2 separate regions of the Rattus norvegicus genome follow, and region 2 is linked to region 1. A link is a contact called in public Hi-C data. All regions are on one chromosome and are shown on one strand. Each heading gives the region's core, a stretch centred on a gene start, on an enhancer-like site or on the middle of the called end of the contact. The rest is flanking DNA. Distances are from core to core; before and after follow the strand shown. Region 1 holds the start of Jtb (jumping translocation breakpoint). Region 2 holds the start of Ilf2 (interleukin enhancer binding factor 2).

Region 1 (2,700 bases), core at 96-2,595:
TTAAAAAGTATGTGTATGTTTTGGTGTGTATCCTGTGCATGCCTGGTGCCGGTGGTATCCAAAAGAGAGTGTGAGACCTCCTGCAACTAAATGTGTTTACAAGTAGTTAGGAGTCCCTGTGGATGCTGGGAATCAAATCTGGATCCTCAGGAAGAACAACTAATGCTCTTAACTACTGAGCCATCTCTTCATCAGAATAGATACTTTCTTTTTTTTTCTTCTCCTTCCTTCTTCCTTCCTTCCTTTCTTTCTTGACAGAGTTTCATCATCTAATTCTGGCTGGTTTGGAACTTGCTACTTGACAAGGCTGGTCTCAAACTCCTCCTGCCTCCTTAGTACTAGGACTAAAGGCTTGAGTCACCACAACACCAATCGAGTAGCTGAAAAGATCCTGAATCTAGTTCCAATATTACTTTAAATTTAAAATCTCAGGGGTTGGAGATTTAGCTCAGTGGTAGAGCGCTTGCCTAGCAATCGCAAGGCCCTGGGTTCGGTCCTCAGCTCCAAAAAAATAAAATAAAATCTCTATGCTCTAGTCAGGCAGAGGTGACATGCCTTTAATCCCAGCTCTCGGGTGGCAGAGGCAGGCAGATCTCTGAGTTTGAGACCAGCATGGTCTAAAAAACAAGTTCCAGGACAGCCAGAGCTGCACAGAGAAACCCTACTGCCTCAAAATAATGATAATAAATAATAATACAATATAAAATACAAAATAAACCAACCAACCAAATAAATATTAAAAATCTCCGTGCTCTTAGCCTTGAGATCATTTCCCTATTTGTAGGAGCAAGGGAGAGATGAGAACATCTGAGGTTTTTCAAAGGAATAGTTCTGTGAAGCAGTTTCGCACTAACATAAGGGGAAACAGACACTATTCATTTGTAGAGTCGGGTGTGGGTCCAGGGACAAAAGCGAGTTTCAAATTCGATTCAGTTCCTCCTCTCATCAGCAGATTTCCGGGACCCAACTTGGCAAGACCCGCCAGGGTGTTAAGGCAGAAATGGGGAGGCTGTCAAGAGCCTAATAGTAAGCCCAAAGCTTTGATGAAGGCCCCAAGTCCAGACAGAGCGGCGCTTTTTATTCCTCCCCGCTCTCCTAGTTCTAAATAGACAAACAGGTGATATCGGGGAAAGGCGAACCCAGAACAAACGAAATCTCCTATACCGCCGATCCAGCCGGCTCTGCAAACACTACAAGGACCACACTGCCGCGCGGCGCCCAGCTGAAGAGTCGCGTGATCCTGCGCAAACTCAGTGAGATTCAGTTGCCACCGAGTCCGGAACGACTACAGCAGGAGATAGACGAGAGCACCCGGGAAGAGTCGGCGCCGCTAGTGCCGGGACCAGGAGCCTCCGCGAGCAAGATGGCCGCTCCCGAGACCGAGGCCAGGGGGCAGGGGTACTAAGTCCGGACCCGCGTGCCCTTCTCCCGGCCGCCTGCGCCCTCATCAAGACCTCGCGCTTCTAGCCAAGACATCTACATGGATTATTCTCGCCGTGGTCACGAGGCCGTTCCAATAGAGCTCTAGTTGGCCCAGATTGAGAACTCTGGCATTTGGCTGCTCTGAGCTGGAACCTCCGGGAGGTCTGCTGCAACAGGTGCGACCCTGACCGCTCCATGCTCGTGGGCGCGGGGAGGCGTGGCCTCCCCCGGGGCGGCCACCTCTGTTGGTTGCTGTGCGCTTTCACCTTAAAGCTCTGGTAAGTGGGTACTGGGGAGGGACAGGGGGATCGCGGGCGAACCCCATAGTCTACGCCCTTAGGAACCGGGACTCTTCATCCACTGACGTCAAAAGTGGGTGTGCCCTGTTTTCGGCGAGTTCACCCTTGTTCTTGCCCCTTTTCCCTACCTGCAGCGAAGCAGAGGCCCCGGTGCGCGAGGAGAAGCTATCAGGTGGGTGATTGCCCGAGAATCCTGTACCTCTCTATAGCTTGTTTGTTTCTAATGCCTTTTTAGTACACCCAGAACACAGATAGAAAAAGGAGGTGCCACCTGGAGTGAGGGCGGGCAAGCCCTGTGTTGGGAAGCTAGATGGGCAGAGCCTTTGAGAGAAATGTTTTTTTGAATGGTCTTCGGCTGGCCGTTTTTCTCTCTCTCCTTTTAGTGAGCACATCAACTTCACCATGTTGGTTGGTAGAAGAGTTTGTGGTGACCGAAGAGTGTACTCCGTGTTCTAACTTCCAGATTGTGAGTATTTTTTTTTTAAGTATGTCATCGCAGTGTCTTCCTGCTTTCCTCTCAGACTCTTAGGTTATGTTCAGATCATATTTTTTGTTTGTTTCATTTTATGTATATAGGTGTTTTGCCTGCATGTATTCAGGGTGTGTGTTTGTTGCCCCCAAAATCCAGAAACAGTCATCAGATCTCCTGGAATCAGAGTTAGAAAAGATTGAGTCCTCACGTGGGTGCTGTGAATGGAACTCCATCCTCTCCAAGAGCAACCAGTGTTCTTAACTACTGAGCCATATCTTCAGCCTTTTTTTTTTTTTTTTTTGAGACAGTGTCTTGCAATATAGCACTGTCTAGCCTGGAACTCATCATGTAGGCCAGGCTGGCCTTGAAAATTATACTCATTTTGTGTAGGTCATGTGCCATAGAAGTCAGAGGACAACTTGAGGAAGTTATTTCTCTCTTCCCACTGAATGGGTGCAGGTTGTTAATCTTGGCTTCAAATGTCTTTACCCACAGAGGCCTCCCTGC
Region 2 (2,700 bases), core at 133-2,632, 270 kb after region 1:
CGACAAGGTCCGGTTTAAGGATTTATTTTATGTTAAGTTATGTGTGTATATGTATACGTGCTTGTGAATACAATCCCCTAGAGGACTTTAGAGATTGACTGAACTTAGGGTTGGGGATTTAGCTCAGTGGTAGAGCGCTTGCCTAGGAAGCGAAGCGCAAAGCCCTGGGTTCGGTCCCCAGCTCCGAAAAAAAGAACTGCTGAGTCATCTCTGATCGAGCCCCAATAAAAAGAAAATCTAAAGGCAAACCTAACCCACGATAGTAGAAATCCAGTATGGTTATCTTTCTGAGATGATAAAATACTGTTTTTGTGAGGCAGGATCTCCCTATGTAGACTTACTTGGCATGGACTGGTTACCTAGAATAGTCTGACCTTGAACTCACAGAGATTCTCCTGCCGCTGCCTCCCAGGTGCGGGAATTAAAGACATGCTCCACCATGTTTACCAAAATATCCTTTAAATTTTTTTCCGTTACATTTATTTATGTTGTGTTTGTGGGTGTCACCACACCCACGGCATTCATAGTGAGGTCGGAGGACAAAATGCAGATCGCGGCTCACCTTCCATCACTGAGTCTCCAGAGGTCGAACTCAGGTAGTTGCGATTGTACCTGCCGACTCACCTTGCCGACCTGATAAAGTATTCCTTATTTTAATGAGGTTACTTAGAAGGAATAGATGCCTACAAAAGTAAATAATACATCAATACTTGTCAGAATCACCTAGCATAGGGAAGTGGGGAGGGAGGATCTGGGTGGAACTGGGGAAGAGAAATACATGATCAAGAAAAATTGTATGACAATTTTCAATAAAAAAGAATCATATAACAGTAATGATATTGAGGGAAAAAATGGTGGGAAATGGAACTATTTCTGATATTTCCGTAAGGTAAAAGTTATGTTTTCAAGTGAGGCGGCACACGGCAGAGATTGCTAAGAGTTTGATGACAGCTCAGGCTACATTAACGAGTATTATGTAAACTAGGGTGACAAAGCAAGACGCTGTCTGGAAAAAAAAGTTGGAGAAGGAAAAAAAACCCCACATCTCTTGCTATGGAAAAATTTAATTGTATTTTCACCCGTAAAAAGAAAAACAAAGTCTCCGATAGCAGAGGATGGTTTCGATCCATCGACCTCTGGGTTATGGGCCCAGCACGCTTCCGCTGCGCCACTCTGCTACCTACTGGTAGGCTATGCTTGTATTACCATAGAAGACTTTACCTGCTTACAGCCTCAAATTCTGAACGCCCTCTACTGTAAGTGGGGGAAATTGCCTCTGTCCCTGGTATGTCTTCTTATTGGTTGACTCCTTTACAGAGCATTTCCATTGGTTGCTGGGTTAACCAATAAACGCACGGGACGGAGTGAGGCGGGAGCCTATCGCGCAGGCGTTTGTTGGGACACGCCGACCCGACGTTTCTCTGTTACCTTGATTCTTCCAAGCGAAGAGCGGTTGAGTGGTCTCCATTGTTCAGGATTAAGCGAGCCATGAGGTAAGTAGACAGGGTGCTTGAAAGTTCCTGCCGTAGCCTCGAGGGATGGGGGGTTGGAGTTGGGGAGCAGGCTGAAATGGAGTCGGGGGAAGAAGGGCCTGTATCTGGGCGGCCGGCGGAAAGCCGGGCCGGAGAGAGTGGAGTAGGAGGAGGCTGGCCGACTCGGGGAATCGGGCCTGGAGGGGGGCCGGGCCCCAGCAGGGCAGTTGTGTTGATTCCTGGGTCTCGGGGGATGGAGGAGAGGTCTTAACGGACCAGGAAGATCACCCTCCGTGCGCAGTGAGCAGGCTGGAGCGCTGCACATTTTTCTGGTGCCTAGTGTTTGACCAATTGGACATGTCTCGTAACTGGTATGCTGTATTAATAAATGAGAAGTCACCTTACCCTGAATATTACGACCCGTGTGCCTCAGGATCGTGGGTTACTTAGTAGGGGTATGTATGTCAGGTTCTGAAACTCGTATTTTCCTGATGTGAGTTTTGATAAAATCCTGAATTAGAAGTGGGGTGTGGTGGCTCAGGATGCAGTCTTGGGGTGGGGGGAGGTAATGCAGGAGATACATGAGATTCCGTTTCAAAAACAGAAGAAAAAAAAGTCCAGAATTAGGATGTCATGAGAGTGGGACTGGACATCATTTGGAATCGGGGAGAAGTGAGCATGATATATCTGTCGACTTCAGTAGTTGGAGGGGGGTCAGGGTAAGTCACATTGAAATAACATTGATGGTGTGATGGAAACCTTTTTCAGCAACATGAGAGTAAAATGTATGTACTTTTAGGGGTGACAGAGGACGTGGTCGTGGTGGGCGCTTTGGTTCCAGAGGAGGTCCTGGAGGAGGGTGAGTGTGGCTGTTCACGTCTTTGCCTTGGTTTGTTTCAGTAGATAGGAGTTTGGAGTAGATTGTTCTGTTTGATTTTGTGAAAACCACTCGAAGCATTTCTTTTCCTCATGTCCTACAAAGTGAATTTGGCTTTTTGCTAAGAATGATGCAGCTTAGAAATGCCTGAATTCTTTTTTTTTTCGGAGCTGGGGACCGGAACCCAGGGCCTTGCGCTTCCTAGGCAAGCGCTCTACCACTGAGCTAAATCCCCAACCCCAGAAATGCCTGAATTCTTAAGACAGAATTCTCTTGCTTGCTTTCTGCCTGAATAATTTTGGATTGTTTTCATGTTTCAGGTTCAGGCCTTTTGTGCCCCACATCCCCTTT

What was found. Hi-C and Micro-C count contacts between places; a contact is called where the count stands out from the background.
Region 2: a contact with region 1 is called in a Hi-C map of hepatocytes, with 1.7 times the contacts expected there. The contact joins the promoter of Ilf2 here to the promoter of Jtb in region 1. A contact is called at or near these places in 6 of 12 Hi-C or Micro-C datasets (the A7r5 cell line, Schwann cells, frontal cortex and 3 more).

The regions. Positions count from the first base shown.
Region 1 is chr2:177,981,688-177,984,387 of GRCr8, forward strand. Jtb (jumping translocation breakpoint) reads left to right here and starts at 1,346. Exons shown (of 5, transcript NM_019213.2): 1 at 1,346-1,700; 2 at 1,856-1,893; 3 at 2,105-2,187. The coding sequence starts at 1,618.
Region 2 is chr2:178,255,545-178,258,244 of GRCr8, forward strand. Ilf2 (interleukin enhancer binding factor 2) reads left to right here and starts at 1,383. Exons shown (of 14, transcript NM_001393800.1): 1 at 1,383-1,493; 2 at 2,272-2,331; 3 at 2,670-2,700. The coding sequence starts at 1,489. Trnam-cau1 (transfer RNA methionine (anticodon CAU) 1) reads right to left here and starts at 1,178; the gene lies at 1,107-1,178.